Linked DNA regions of Mus musculus: region 2 is linked to region 1. A link is a contact called in public Hi-C data. All regions are on one chromosome and are shown on one strand. The core of a region is the stretch at or near the end of the contact, and the rest is flanking DNA. Distances in the headings are between cores, read along the strand shown.

Region 1 (7,298 bases), core at 1,101-3,600:
CAAGAATCGTATAGGTTGAGAAGTCTGAAACCCCCAAATGCTCCGGAACCTGAAACCCTTTTGGGTGTCAACATAATGGACTCTGCAACATTTGGACTTCGGGTTTTCAGATTAGAGATGCTCGACCATTATTCACGTATCCCCAAATCCCACCAAATCAGAAGGTGAAGCAAGAATCTCTAGACTCAGAAATACACAGGCTCAGGTGGGGACAAGGCATGCTCAATCTGTTCTGCGTCTTGTGGAATCATGGATTGGGATGGCTTCCAGGCTCCTGGCGACTGCTCAATGCAATGGCCGGTGACTGCTCAATGCAATGGCCGGTTTCTCAGCATGCCATCTAGGCTCCTCATGGGTCAAGAGAACTTCACATATCCTCTCATGTCTGTCTGTCAACGCATCCCAACCCATAAACAGACCCACCTTCTAGTTTCCCTTCCTTTTTTTTTTTCTGGCAGTCTGTACATAGTGAGTTTGAGTACCTGTCCTGAAACTCACTATGCAACCAAGTAAATTTACTTGCCTCTGCCTCTCAAGTGCTGGGATTTTGTTTAGTGTTGTTTTAAATCTCATGTATTTTAGAACCTATCATGACAAGTCTGGTTGGCTCCATTTGAAAAACGAAATGACTGACGTATTTTATGATGAATTACATGTATGCAAAGTATGAAGAAATTTTATTAAGGTGGGAGAAATAGCATCGCCTTAATGTAAGCAATAAGGTCCCACTAACTGAGCCACATCTGCCTTGTTCTTTCCCTGAGTGGGAAAGGTCCCTTTGCCTGGGGCTCTCTGGACTTTGCTCCCATTGAAAGACGGTTCAAGAGATCTAGATGAGACAGAAAGGACACACCCTTCCACAGGGTTGGCGCCAAGTCACAAACACACACAGCTTTGCAGCTCGCTAGAACCAAACACTGCTCTAAGAAATCGGTGCCAGTTAAAGCCCTTCAAATGCCTTTGCCTGCTTGTTCAAGTCAGGCTTCCTTTGACTGTTATCTCTCAGTCTGCATCTGCTGGGTAAATTCCTGAGGGGTGACTTCAGCGATGACTGAGGCTCAACCACAGGTCTGCAAGATAACGCCACGGAATCTGACCTGGTTGCTTGGGCTTCCTCTCAAATGTTGTACTAATTACAGAAATACCTTTATCTGCTAATTACATACAGATCAAACCACACTCTTTCCCTCTAGCCATCTGTGAAAATAGGATAAGTCACTCAAGGGAGGCTTTCTCAGGCAATTATAGTCCCTTGGTATCCAAGGGGGGATTTGATCCAGCATCCACACATGCGCTTAAGCCCATGGATGCTCAGGTCCCCTCTGTAAAATGGAGGGTATACCACAGCACCTACACGGTCCTCCCATAAACGTTAAATCATCTCTGGGTTATTTATACCAACCCTGGGTGGGTGAGACAGCTTGGTGGGTGAAGGTCTTACTGCTAAGCCGGACAACCAGAGTTTGATCTTTGACAGATCATGGATGGAAGGAGGAGAAAGCCAGCTTTCAAGGGTTGTCCTCTGACCTCCATATGCATGTGTGGCACCCACCCACATCCCCCCAAATGTTTTAAAATACCAAGTCCAATGTCAAGGCAACGTAAATGCAGTTAAACTTATTGTAGTCTGTAATGTCAGCCCCAATTTCATGATGTTTTTACAAACCTTCAGTCAGCAACTCAAAACAACAGTTTTTACAATCAAGAATTCTTATTACAATACAACCCAAAGGCCAGGTAGTGGTGGTGAATGCCTTTAATCCCAGCCCTTGGGAGGCAGAGGCAGGTGGATTTCTGAGTTCGAGGCCAGCATGGTCTACAGCGTGAGTTCCAGGACAGCCAGAGCTACACAGATAAATCCTATCTCGAAACAAAAACAAAAAAACCAAAAACAACAACAAAACAAAAAACAAAACCAAGAGGGACCCTAAGGTGATGGGGGGGGGGTGCTTGTGTACAAAGTTAAGGCTTAGTAAAACCACCCCAAGCCACTAATAAAGAACGAAAGAGTCTCGATCAGGGCTAGGTTAGGGTAAGGCTAGAGACCCACTTGGGAAGGGTTAATCATAATTGCTTCAGATACTCCACCAGCAAGGACGAAGCAGATCTATGACCCGGTGTCATGCAGTCAGCCTAAAGACCCACTATGTTCTTGGGTTTCATCTGGGACAAGTTCACCAACAGATGAAGTGGCTTTTAAGTGTGCTAAGCTAACTTGATACTCAGGTTCCTGGCACAAAGCAGGAGACAGAACTGGCCCCGGAATAGCAGCTGTGTGGAAATCCAGCTGTGAAGGGACAACATGTAGCAGGTCACAAAGGAGGTGGGAGGGAAAAGAGGGCGGGGCTGGCCATAACAGGGACGGTAAGGGGAAGAGAGGGCAGCCGCAAAAGGATTGGAGCATGTCAAGGGTAAGAATAGATGAAAGGGAGAAAACGGATGTAAGGGCCAGAGAGCTGGGCATCCAAGATAACGGAAGGCTATGCAGATAAGCGAACTCACATGAGCTACGCGGGAGCTACGTGGGACGTGGGAGAGGAGCTATTTGCGGCCGACAGCCTTTAATCTGTGATTCAAGAACAGCCTGTATGAGGAGGACAGCGGTGAGAAAGAATGGAGGAGGAGTTTCTGCAGGAAGTTTATGAAATCTGGCTGTCCAAAGCTAGCAAGCTGTTGGCAGTTGCTGAAAGAAATGTTCTATGTCTACCACTGTGTTTTAAGTAAGTGCCATCTCTTGGGTCCCTCCTTTCTTGGTGCTTTTCCCATTTGCAAATCGCCCCCCCCCTTCAGCCTCCCCCCCCCCAAAGATACAAAAGCCTCTACTTCACCCTCTCCTGTCACCTGTCCTGGATCTTTTGGCCCCTTACCACTCAGTGTGTGCCATTTATCTTTTGGCATACACAGGGCCTCTTTGCCCTTCTCAGCAGCCAGAGAACCTGTCATTCCAGTCTCCTTTCTCTTCCTACACGAGAATGTTTCTGTGGAAGTTCCCAGCATAGCCTGCCTGACCCACAGAGCTGGAAGCTCAACAGGGGAGTCTCTGGCTTCTTATCCCTGGGACTCCCTAACCCATTCTGTGGGTCAGATCTGGATCTCCTGCCTTGCTGGATTTCCTGTGACATCCAGGTTCTCCTTTACTTTCGAGCAGCCTCTCTTTCTTGCTTATATCTGTCCGTCCATCCATCCTGCCATTGGACCCACCATGCATCCAAACCATCCATGCAGACTGAGTGCTTTTCAGTCATTTTTGTTTCCTGGTCACCTGACACATGCTGTATCCCCTTCACTTCATCTCCTGCCGATCGATGATGGGTCTCCTCCCCGGCCTCCTTAGCCTCTTTCCCTTTCCCCGTCCTCTTGAAGACATGATTAGCTCTGTAAGAAGAGATGAATGCTAATACTCTGACTCTTGGAGAGAATATGTACCCACTTTCAACAACAGACTGATGAAGAACCCAAAGCTATCGTAACATAAAGCAGCAAAGAATGCTAGGGTTAAATTATACTATAGACTAAACAAACCAGCCATTTACAGGACATTACACTCTGCTGCTTCTCACACATTTGCCTAAGACTAAGCATGGTACAACACATGACATCCAAGAGCTGTGGAATGTATATTCTTCTCATCACACAGGGAACATTGTCTAGCACAGACTACTTTAGGCCACAAAATAAGTCTCAAAAATTAAACAAGTAAAATCTTATAACCAAAGTATGTTAATACATGAAATATCACAATTAAATGTATAAGTTTATAATGTACAATTTTTATAAGGATGTACAAATAACAAGGTACACATGAAAATACTTAAAATGAGGAAGAGGCCGATGGTGAGGAGAAGTATACACCTCCTCTGTTAGGAATAGCAGAGAAATACTAGAAACTGGGAACAAGGGGAACGGTAGCAACTACAGTTTCCTACTATAAACCCTGTTGTATCACAGGGATGTTTTAAAATGCTGCCCTGTGAAGATCTTTGAGCTATTCAGTGTATGAATTTGTAACTTTATATGCCTCCTCTGTTAGTGATAGTAGAATAGTACTAGAAACTGGGAACAAGGGGAACTTTAGAAACTGTACAAGGGAACTAGGTATGTTCTCTTGAATAATTAATAGAGCAATGAAGAAATCAAAAGGATAAAAGGGTTTTTGTTGTTGTTGTTGCTTTGTCAAGACAGGGTTTCTCTGTATAGCCCTGGCTGACCTGGAACTCACTTTGTAGACCAGGCTGGCCTCGAACTCAGAAATCCGCCTGCCTCTGCCTCTGCCTCCCAAGTGCTGGGATTAAAGGCATGCGCCACCACACCCGGCAGGAAAAAAGTTTTAATTAAACCAAATATAAATACACAAGCAGGTCCCTAATAACCATTCAAGGCAGTAATAAATCTCCCTAAATCTTTCAAAAGTTACCCCCAATGCTCCCCAAACTGTTTCTTAAACTAAAAGGAGAAGGGACACCATCAAACCCATTCTATGGAACCACAATTGCCCTGATAGCAAAGCTGGATGAGGATACAAGAAAGAAGGAAAACTATGTGACAGTTTCTCCAGTGAATGAAGATGCAGAAGTTCACGATAAGATCTTGTGAGCCAAATGCAGTACTGCATTAAGATCATGCACTATGAACAGATGGCTTTGTTCCAGAGACACGAGATTGACTCGACGTACACAAATCAGTAAATGAAACCCAGCATGTAAATAAGCTTAAGGTTAGAAATTACCTGGTCATCTCACAGCAGAAAAGGCATTTGACAAAGTTCTACATCCCTTCATAGTAAAAAGCCTCCGAAGGACCAGAGAAATGGCTCGGTAGTTAGGAACACTGGCTGCTCTTCTAGGGACTTGGGTTCAATTCCCAGCACTGACATGGTGGCTTGTAATTGTTCCAGTCCCAGGGATCTAATGCCCTCTTCTGCCCCCCCACCCCCAGCACTGTATGCATATGATGCACAGATATACATACAGCCAAAATACCCATAGACATAAAAATTTTAAAAAGATTTAAAATGGCTTCAAGAAACTAGGAATAAAAAGAAGAAATCTCAACACAATAAAGGTCACACATGACAAAGCGGTAGCCAACACTAATGGTAAACACAGAGCAGGTCCTCTAATGCAGGGAAAAGTCAGGGGGTCAGTCTTGCCACTCTTTAAATATAGCACTCAAAGCCTTAGAGCGATGCTACAAGAAATACAAGGGATGCAAGTGGGAAAACAAGTCATATTATCCCTATTTGCAGAGCACACAATTCTTATATTTCAAATACTCTTACAGATTCTAAAATCAAACTCATGAATATGATAAGTGCTTTCAGCCAGATGGTAAGATACAACAGGAGAGGAAAGTAGTTTTTCTACAAAAAAAGTTGCTGAGAAAGGAATCAGGAAAAAAAGTCCACTCACAGTTGCTAAACTAACAAACAACAACAACAACAACAACAACAAAAAAAAAAAAAAAAAAAAGAAAGAAAGAAAAAGAAAGACAAACACAAACCAGCCAAATCCACCCAAACCTCTAGCAACTAACCTAACCAGAGACATAAAAATCTTTTAAACATGTTTTTAAAAATATTCTGTGTACGTGTGTTTTCTCTGCATGTGTGTCTGTACACACTGTGCCTGATGCCTGCAGAGACCAGAAGAGGGTGTTAGATCTCTTAGAAGTAGAATTTCAGATGGCTGTTAGCCATGTAGGGGCTAGCAATTGAACCCCAGTCCTCTGGAAGTGCTCCCAACTGCTGAGCCAACTCCCAGCCTGGCAGGAAAAAGACTTTCATACTGAGACCTTACAGACAGTGAAAAAAAATATCAGAGCAGAGACTAAAAGATGTGGGAAAACCTCACATGCTCATGGATTTGGCAGAAATAGTATTGTGAAAATTATTGTATGTCCAAAAGTAATCTCCATGAAAATCCTAATGACATTCTTCACAGAAGTAGGGGGGAAAAAATCCTAAAGTTCACAGGGAAGTACACGCGATCCTGGCTAGCCGAAGAAATCCTAGGTAGAAAGAAGGCATCGCAATGCCTGATCTCAAAATACAATACAGAGCCATAGTAACAAAACACAGCACTGGCGTAAACACAGACATACTGATCAGTGGAACAGAACAGAGTACCCACAAATAAGCTCACACTGTGGTCACCATCACATTCTGTCAAACAAAGCTGTCAACACTGGAGGACCACCAAGCCGGACAACCTGAATTTGATCCCTGCGACCCACGTGGTTGAAGGAGAGAACCAACTAGCTCCCTCCTTCATGTTGTCTTCCGACCTCTGCATGCATGCTGTGGCATGCCATGGCATACACACCCTCACACACACACTCAGAAAATAACTTAATAAATTTAAACATTCTTACAAAACAAAAGGAGCCTCTGAAACAAATGGTGCTAGGAACATGGGTAGTCCAAGGTCGAAGAATGAAGCCAGATGTGTGGTTCATGGGTTTGAATGCTTGGCCTTAGGGAGTGGCACTATTAGGAGGTGTGGTTGTATTGGAAGAGGTGTGGCCTTGTTAGAGGAAGTGTGTCACTGGGGAGGCGGACTTTGAGGTCATATACGCTCAATCTATATCCAGTGATACAGTCACCTGCTAGGTGCAGATCAATATGTAGAACTCTGGGCTTCTCCAGAACCATGTCTGCCTGCACGCTGTTATGCTTCCTGCCATGACAGTAATGGACTGAACCTCTGAAACTGTAAACCAGCACCAATTAAATGATAATTAAATTAAAGAGTTGCTGTGGTCACGGTGTCTGTTCACAGCAATTAAATCCTAACTAAGACACATGGATCTCTCACCTTGCACACAAATCCATTCACAACTGATCAAAGACCTTAATGTAAGACCCAGGATGTTGAAAATAGCTAGAGGAATAGGATTGGGAAATACTTAAAGACATAGGCAATGGCCAGGATGGTCTGAAAGGGACTGTATAGGAAAAAAAGCAGTGTCAACAGTTAACACACAGTATTTATGAGACTAAAAGGATTTCACATAGTAAAGGAAACTTCCAGAAGAGAGAGCCCACAGAATGGGAGAAAACCTTTTCCAACTATGCATCAGACAAGGAATTAATATCTGGGATACGTAAAAAGCTGTAAAAGTGAAACAGAACCATCTGGTCAATAAATGAACCGGTGAGCTAAGGAGACAGCTCTCAAGAGAAGAACGAGCAATGGTCAATAGATACTTTTTAAAGTGTCCAGCGCCCTCAGCCATCAGGGAAATGAAAACTGAGCCTGCTCTCAGAGTCCATCCCACCCCAGTCAGAATGACTGAAATAT
Region 2 (7,478 bases), core at 1,931-4,430, 550 kb before region 1:
TAAAAGAAATTCTAAACGAGGGTCTGCAGAGATGGCCCAGCAGTTAAGAGCACTTGCTCTTATAGAGGACTGGAGTCTAGGTCCCAGCACCTCATAACTGCCTTTAACTCCAGTCCCAAGGAATCCAGCGCCCTCTTCTGACCTCTGTAGGTACTGCATGTATGTGCAGTACTCCCATTCCTGCACAGAAAACAAAAGAAACAGGTTTTCCCCTCTCCCATCCCTATCTGCTACCTACAGCAAGTCTTGCCCTAAAGCCCCTCCTCATTACAACTAGGCTTGGTTTTAGAGGCTATAAGAAAGTGGGACAGTTTCTGAGCTGGCTTGAAGCAGGAGGAGACTGCCTTCTTCCTGCCTGCTCTTACCTCAGAGCCCATAAGCACGACAACCTGCTGCATTAAAGCTCCAGACATCAGTCCCCAGAGGACACCATGCCTGTTTGTATGAATGGTCTTCCATGAGCCCAGATTCTTACAAGTTGAATACTTGCCAGTAACATTATTGATTTAGAGGCAGGAAAAACACCTAAATGGAGCAAGCTGGGACATTTTATTTTATGATTAAAATGTATAATTAAAACACCTCCTGGATGCTGTGATTACACACGAGCCCAAAGGATCAGGATTAAAATATTCCCTCCAAAATTGCCCGCCTTTCCTTAAGAAGGAAAAAATTCCTTGGTTTCCTTAAAGGGGTGGAGGGATGTTTTGAATCCTCTTCTCTTAGCTTAGACATTGGAAATGTTCAAGAGTATTTGTTCCCACTTACTAAGGCATTTCTAATAAGATTTGACAACCTTCCAACTATATCCCCTCCCCTCCTTTTTGGTATTCAATCTGCTTATGGAGGGATTCATTTGTCTGTGAAGGGGAAATCCATTGCTTCTCGTCAATGCAGATCATGGGCTTTTGGTTATGTGCAGGAAACAAAGAAAGCATGAGAACCATGCGGGATTGGCAGCTTCAGGCCGAGGAGCCAGCTTGCCTAAGTAATGCTGGTGTCTACCCTTTCACTAAGGCTACAGGGTAAGAAAAGGACCTGAGTTCAGAACAGGTCCTCAGCTGACACGTGACCTTCCAGTTCAAACTCCAGAGGATGCTGGAGAAAGACAAACCTGAGAGCATGGGCAGCTTTCAGGACTCTTACTTGTATAGCCAGGGTTGCTTCTCTGGGCATGTTCTAGGAGATGATTTAGTTCAGTGACTATACACTACTGAATTTTCTTAGAGTCACTGCTACAGGGATTCATTAAGCCAAGGTCCATGGACAGGGCATCCAGAAACTAGAACTAGTTGTTCAGTGCGCTGTTATTGTCATTGGCTGAAATGTGTCTCATCACTAGCCTGCCCGCTACTCAAGATTCCTCTGTTGAAAAGCTAACCCTAGTGTTTTTGAGAGATGATTAGATAAGATTTAGATAAGACCTCCCCCCAAGAGGGTGCAGCCCCTGTAAGGATGAAGAAACTCCTGACCTGCCCTCTGTTTGAAGAGTAAGGATGGGGTCAGATACGAGGCAGCCTTCTGAAGGCAGGAAGAGGGCTCTCAGCAGGAAATGAATCTGCTGGCACTTGACATCAGACTTCAGCACTTAGAACCATGGGAAATTATTGCTAAATATTGCACCTCTGCGTCTGTGGATTTTGTTTTTCAGGCAGAACTAAATACACATACAATTATATACACACACACACATATATGTGTGTGTGTGTATTTGTGTGTATGTATATATATAATATATATATATAAACTTACTAACTTTATTTGCATGTCCTTTATACTTCTATGTCCTTTTACACATTTGAAAGGATTGCTCTAGGAACAAATTTACAGATTTCCCCCATAGGATCTACAACAAAGACAACAGGGAGGGTCTTTATTTCCCTGTGTTTGGGTCACATGTCTACATCATGAGAATAGTTTCTGCCCATCCCCCAGGGTGAGGAACACTGTTAATGAGGCTGCAGTTGGTCTGCTTCTTTGGATAGCTCTTCCCATGTAGATCAGCATCCCTGCCGGTCCCTCTCACAGACCCTTCCCTCTGGTTCAGCTGCTATCTGACAAGCATGTGCTGTCTGGAGAAAAGAATGTGTTTGAAGGAGAGGATAGCCAGTCCTGTTTCTGGGAACTTAGCTCCAAATCCTTCAGATTCAACCCTAGTGCGGTCACTTAAACTTAGAGAGACTGAGAAAGGGGGGGGATCCTCATTAGGTTTCAGGACAGTCTGACCTACAGAGTGAATTCTAGGCCAGCCAGGGTTACATGAAAACGTGTGTGTATGTGTGTGTGTTATTTGCATATATTTGCATATAGCTGTTTTGTTTGCATATGCATGAATATATATGTGTGTGTATATATATATACACACACACACAAAAACTAGGTCTTAACAGCAGTAACCTTTGCTTGAACTATCACAATAATTGACCCTTTGCAGGACCCTCCTCCAGGTTGACATCTGGTAAAAGGGAAAGTTAATGTTGATTCTTAACAAACCTCTGGGCCTATTTGTGAGGGAAACTCTTTATTCGGTTAGCTGAGGTGGGAAGGCCCATTGTAAGTATGGGCTGTGCCACTCCGTGAACCAGGGTCCCGGGATAAAAAGGAGAGAGTGAGCAGAGCATCGGCATCTGTCACTGTCCGACTCCTGATGGCAGATGCAGCGTGACCAGCTGCTTCACTTTCTGGCTGTCATGGCTTTTCCCGCCATGATGGACTCTGAGCCAAAATAAAAAGCCCCTCTTCCTCAAGTTGCTCTTGTCAGGGAAGGAAGAAACGAGCCCCCGCATTCCAACCATGCCAGCAGTGCTCACTAATGATTTGAACTTGAAACAGCTGTCAACGCCTTGGTCTTCGGTTCCCTCATCCGGCACGTGGTTAGTTACCATTACAAAGGCTCATTTCCAAAATGTTGACGTCTGGCCTGCACTGTCCTTCACCTTCTCAACTTTTAAGAGTGACCAAATTTGAGCTTTGTCGTTGTAATACTACTGGATGACAACCCACTTTCATAAATGGGAACCTTGGCTTCTAGAAGAGAAAACCTACAAGTTCGAAAGTCACCATTTAATACCGATCTAAGCCGCACAGACCAACAGGGCTCGCTTTTGAACAGGCTTGCTCAGTATGTTTGGCTTGCTTTGTTTGGCTCGATCTGCAGGCTCTGTTTCACTACACCACCGCTAGGTGGCAGGAAAGCGCCACACAGCTCTAGATTTGCCACAGAACCCTAAGAACAGCTGCTTTGTACTGGGTCCTGAGACTGGGGGAGGGGCTCACAATTTTAGCCAGTGATCAACTGTGCTGGAGAAAGAAAGATAGATTTGGGGGTACATTGTAGAGAGGGGACATTGTAGGGAGTTGTATGTTGGGGGACCTGTGTAATTTCTCTTTTCATGCTCTCTCTTTCTCTCTGTCTCTCTCTCTGTCTCTCTGTGTGTCTGTGTGACTCTGTCTCTGTCTCTGTCTCTCTGTCTCTCTGTCTCTCTCTCTCTCTCTCTTTCCAGAATATTTGTAGCACAGATAAAAGTGAATAAGAACATAACTCAAAGCATCCTGAAAGAAAGACCAATAGAAGAAGGTGAGATCAGCTCTTCTTAGCTCCATTACCTTAAGGAATCAACTAATAGCAAAATAAAATGGGTTTTTTATTTTTATTTTTAAAGTATGAGCCAGCTCTGTTTGGGGGAAGCCATTTTTCTTCCCCTAGAACAAGAGGCCTCATGAAGTGTACATAGGGTGTGCTGTGTGGTGGCATAGTCACAGTGACCTTTCTTTTAGGAAAGTTGTTGATGAGTGGAAGTGAGACGTGCTCTAAGTCGGCAGAGTTGTTCCTCACGGAAGTTCTGCTCAGTGCTCTCAACCCGAGTCTGCGACTGCATGCTGGTCTTCTATCCCTGACTCTGGAGACAATCAACTGCACGGAAATTCAAATTTGAATATCAAAAGAAAATGACAGAATCTTCAAATGAGAAAAAAAGAAATATACACTGTACAAAGCCCCTCGCTTTTGTCTGGCATCCTTAGACACAGTGGGGAACGATTGCGTTTCTGTGTGTTTGGGGACGGCAGGATGAAGACCCTGTGTCTGGGGCTCTTTTCTTTAGCAGCTCATCAGAGAGCTAAGGAGTGACAGAAACGCTGCCCTCTGGGAACATCAGGCAGTTGCTGCAATCCCTGTAGATGCTTAGAAGCAAGCGTTTATGGAGCTGCTAAGCAGAGTTTCTTTAATCCCCAATTTCCCTTTTCCGGAACCAGTTGTTGTTGTTGTTGTTGTTGTTGTTGTTGTTGATCCCAGTTCTAGGAGATCTGATGCCCTCTCTTGACCTCCATTGGCTCTGCACTTACTTGGTGCACGTACAAGGGCATTCACACACACACACAGACTCTAAATACATACATACATACATACATACATACATACAAAATTTTTTAAAGAAAAAATTCCAGTGGAAAGCTGGAATGCCATTATCCCGTGACTGCCGTGCAGTTTGTGGGCTGAGACTTGTGCTTATTTTTTGCGACCTGGATAACAGAAGGACGAAGTGTCCTCTGTGCATTTTGTATTCCTCGCTGGTTCTAACTGCGCTATGACACGCTTGTTATTTAGATTTGCTGAAAGTCTACAGAAGTCTTTGAGATGAGATAATTTTATGCAGGAGAGAGCACCAAACTAAATGTAAAACTCTAAGCCTCTTCCAGGTCCTGCAACCTTGTCATGTTACTCTATGGACTACCCTGTCTCCGCCCATGTGTGGAGGGGGATGCTGGTGGTCAGAAGAGCGGGGAGGCAGAGGTGAGTCTGAGGACTGCCTAAGCTACACAGGGACACTGTCTGTCAACAGAATAAATGAGCCACTTTACCACCCTAAATCTCAAGTGTCCTGATGGCAAGAAATAATACAGAAATACATGTCTTCCCTGATTTCATCTGGGAAATCTACACAATCAAATATCTACAGGATAACAGTGTAGCTTTCTGTCTCAGTGTAACAGCTTACAGTGTTTGGCTTTGTACTATGTGACCAACATGATCCATCTGGAGAACAACCCTATAGGGCAAAGGCAGTGCATTCCCATAATGCAGTGCGTTCCCATATTGCAGTGCGAATAGCTTAGCATTTCCTAACTCTTCAAATTCTGGCTTCTTTTTTTTTAACAATTCCTTCCTCCACCTAGCTTTATGTTCTTGCATTCATTAGATGTGGCATGGTGGATAGTTTTGGTTTGGGGTTTTTTATTTTTGTTTTTGTTTTGTTTTGTTTTGTTTTGTTTGTCTTGTTTTTGTCAAGATGACACAAGCTAGAGTTATCTGGGAAGAGAAACTTCAATGAGGAGAAATGCCTCCATCAGATTGGCTTGTGTGCAAGCCTGTGGACCATTTTCTTGATTCATGATTATATGGGAGGGCCCAGCACACTAAGGGCAGTGCCAAGCCTGGAGGGGTGCTCCTGGGGTGTAGAAGAGAGCAGGATGAGCAAGCCTTGAGGAACAATTCAAAATGCAGCATCCCTCCACAGCCTCACCATCAGTATCTGCCACCAGGTTCCTGCCTTGAGCTCTTGCTCTGACCTCCTTCATGGTGGACTGTGCTATGGAGCTCTAAGCCAAAATAAACCTCTTCCTCCCCATGTTGCTTTTGGTCATGATGTCCTATCAAATCGATAAAAATTAAGTTGCCCGGCTTAATATACTACAGAGTCCAGTCCCCTCCGTTCGCTTTGTTTAATCCCCTAAAGTGAGAGAGAAATGCACTGGAAGTGTATATGGCAAGCACTATATATGCTCTAGACTCAGGAAACAAGGCAAACAATAATCTCTGGCAAGATAAATGCCAATGGTTTTGGCAGGGAAACGAAATTTCACAGACTAGAACACTGAAGCATGCCGGCTTTAACAGGTCTGTGCTGTGATAATAAAGCAGCAATGTTGGGATAATCAACAAAAGAATGACTTGTCACAGTTCTGGAGGCTTGCAAGTCAGCGTTAAGGTGTATGGCAGTCATTGAGGGCCTTTCTGCTACCTTCTCACAGGGGTAGGGGTGAGACAGGTAAGCAGGACAAAGCGGAAGAGGAGGAGGGAACTAGCTCTAGGTTATTCCTTAAGCCCGCCCTCCTCCAGGGTCTTGCTATCCAACCCACCATCCCACTTCAGCCTTGCAAATATGGGACTGCAGGCATAGGCTTCCACCCCTCTGCCCCCTCCTCCCGCACTTTCCATATGAACATTAATCTATTATCAAGGCAAGTCTACAGAGTAATTGCCTCCCAATGGCCCCACCCCTTAATACCATCATATTGGTGACGAGGTTCAATATAGGAATTTTTGGAGGCCATATTCAGACCAGAGCAATGCCCAATATCACTTATAAACTATTTAAAGATCAAATTCATATCAATATCACCAGCTTGAGCCTTAAATATTTTTGCTGCATTCTTACATCACAAGACTGTACTTTGAGGAATCGTTTCTGTAGTCCATTAAGTCAACCAACACACCATGGTTCCCCAAATTATAAAAATAAAGGAAAATTCATCAGATATTCATCTTGACCTTAAAACAATAAAAATATCTCCAAATCAAATATGAAACTAACCTATGGTGTCCAGACAAATGTAAAGCGAACCAATACATGCATATTGTTAGCAGAGAATACTTCATCACGTGCCCTTTCACGTGCTTGCCTTAGCAGAACATCCTCTCTCCTATGTCTGCTTCATCAAGATGTTCCTTCACGAGTCTGTCTTAGCCTTTCACACCTTTGTCCATTTTAACAAAACATTGCTTCACATGTTTGCCCCAAGAAAAAACACTGTCCAACTGGCTTTCCAAAGAGCCCTTAAATTTCTACTTCAGTAGTACTATGGTTTTAATGTGCCCACTCACCCCCCACAAAGTTAAAATTTGAATCCCCAATGCAACAGTGTTGGGTGAGGGCTGCTGGGAGATGTCTCGATCACAAGACCCCTTGCTTTATGAATGCACAAGCACCTGCTGTAAAAAGGCTTCAGAGTTGGGAAGACAGTTCAGTTGGTGAAGTGCTTGCTGTGCACACATGAGGACCTGAGTTCAGATCTTCAGAACTTTCTAAGGAAGGAAGCTGAGCCCACTTGTAACCCAGAGATGGATGTGGAGACAGAAGGTTCCCTGGAGCTTTCTGGCCAGCCAGTCTAACCAACCAGTGACTCTAGGTTGTATGAGAGACAGTTCTTGTCGCTACAAAAGTATAGTACAAAACCAACTAACGAAGACACCCGTCTTAGTCAGTGTTCCATTGCTATATAAAGAGCTACCTTGACCACAGCAACTCTTATAAAGGAAAGCATTTAAGAGGGGCTGGTTTACAGTTCATTCGGTTAATCCATTGTTGCCATGGTGAGGGAGCACATAGGCAGACATGGTGTTGGTGAAGTAGCTGAGAGTTGCACATCTGGACCAGCAGGCAGTAGGAAGAGACAGACAATGAGACTGGCTTTGACTT

The links. A called contact is a pair of places that touch in the nucleus more often than the background predicts.
Region 2: a Hi-C map of stem cell-derived motor neurons shows a contact between it and region 1, with 2.8 times the contacts expected there. The contact joins two enhancer-like sites. A contact is called at or near these places in 2 of 15 datasets of contacts at CTCF or cohesin (embryonic stem cells and pro-B cells), 47 of 484 Hi-C or Micro-C datasets (B cells, CD4 T cells, the MC3T3-E1 cell line and 31 more), 7 of 115 datasets of contacts at active chromatin or transcription factors (bone marrow-derived dendritic cells, craniofacial prominence, embryonic basal ganglia and 3 more) and 1 of 9 other capture datasets (embryonic stem cells).

What each region holds. Positions count from the first base shown.
Region 1 is chr13:43,187,118-43,194,415 of GRCm38.p6, reverse strand. Gm40929 (a long non-coding RNA gene) reads right to left here. Exons shown (of 4, transcript XR_873309.3): 4 at 2,820-3,375. Among named protein-coding and RNA genes, the nearest start is that of Gm40929, 19 kb to the right of the region's middle. Within about 2 kb of position 2,350, at least 113 of the 459 cell types and tissues checked have an H3K27ac peak or open chromatin away from gene starts, as enhancers often do. A contact at or near this core is called in muscle stem cells and stem cell-derived motor neurons, where this site is marked.
Region 2 is chr13:43,735,538-43,743,015 of GRCm38.p6, reverse strand. No RefSeq gene overlaps it. Among named protein-coding and RNA genes, the nearest start is that of Gm20751, 22 kb to the right of the region's middle. Within about 2 kb of position 3,180, at least 27 of the 459 cell types and tissues checked have an H3K27ac peak or open chromatin away from gene starts, as enhancers often do. A contact at or near this core is called in muscle stem cells and stem cell-derived motor neurons, where this site is marked.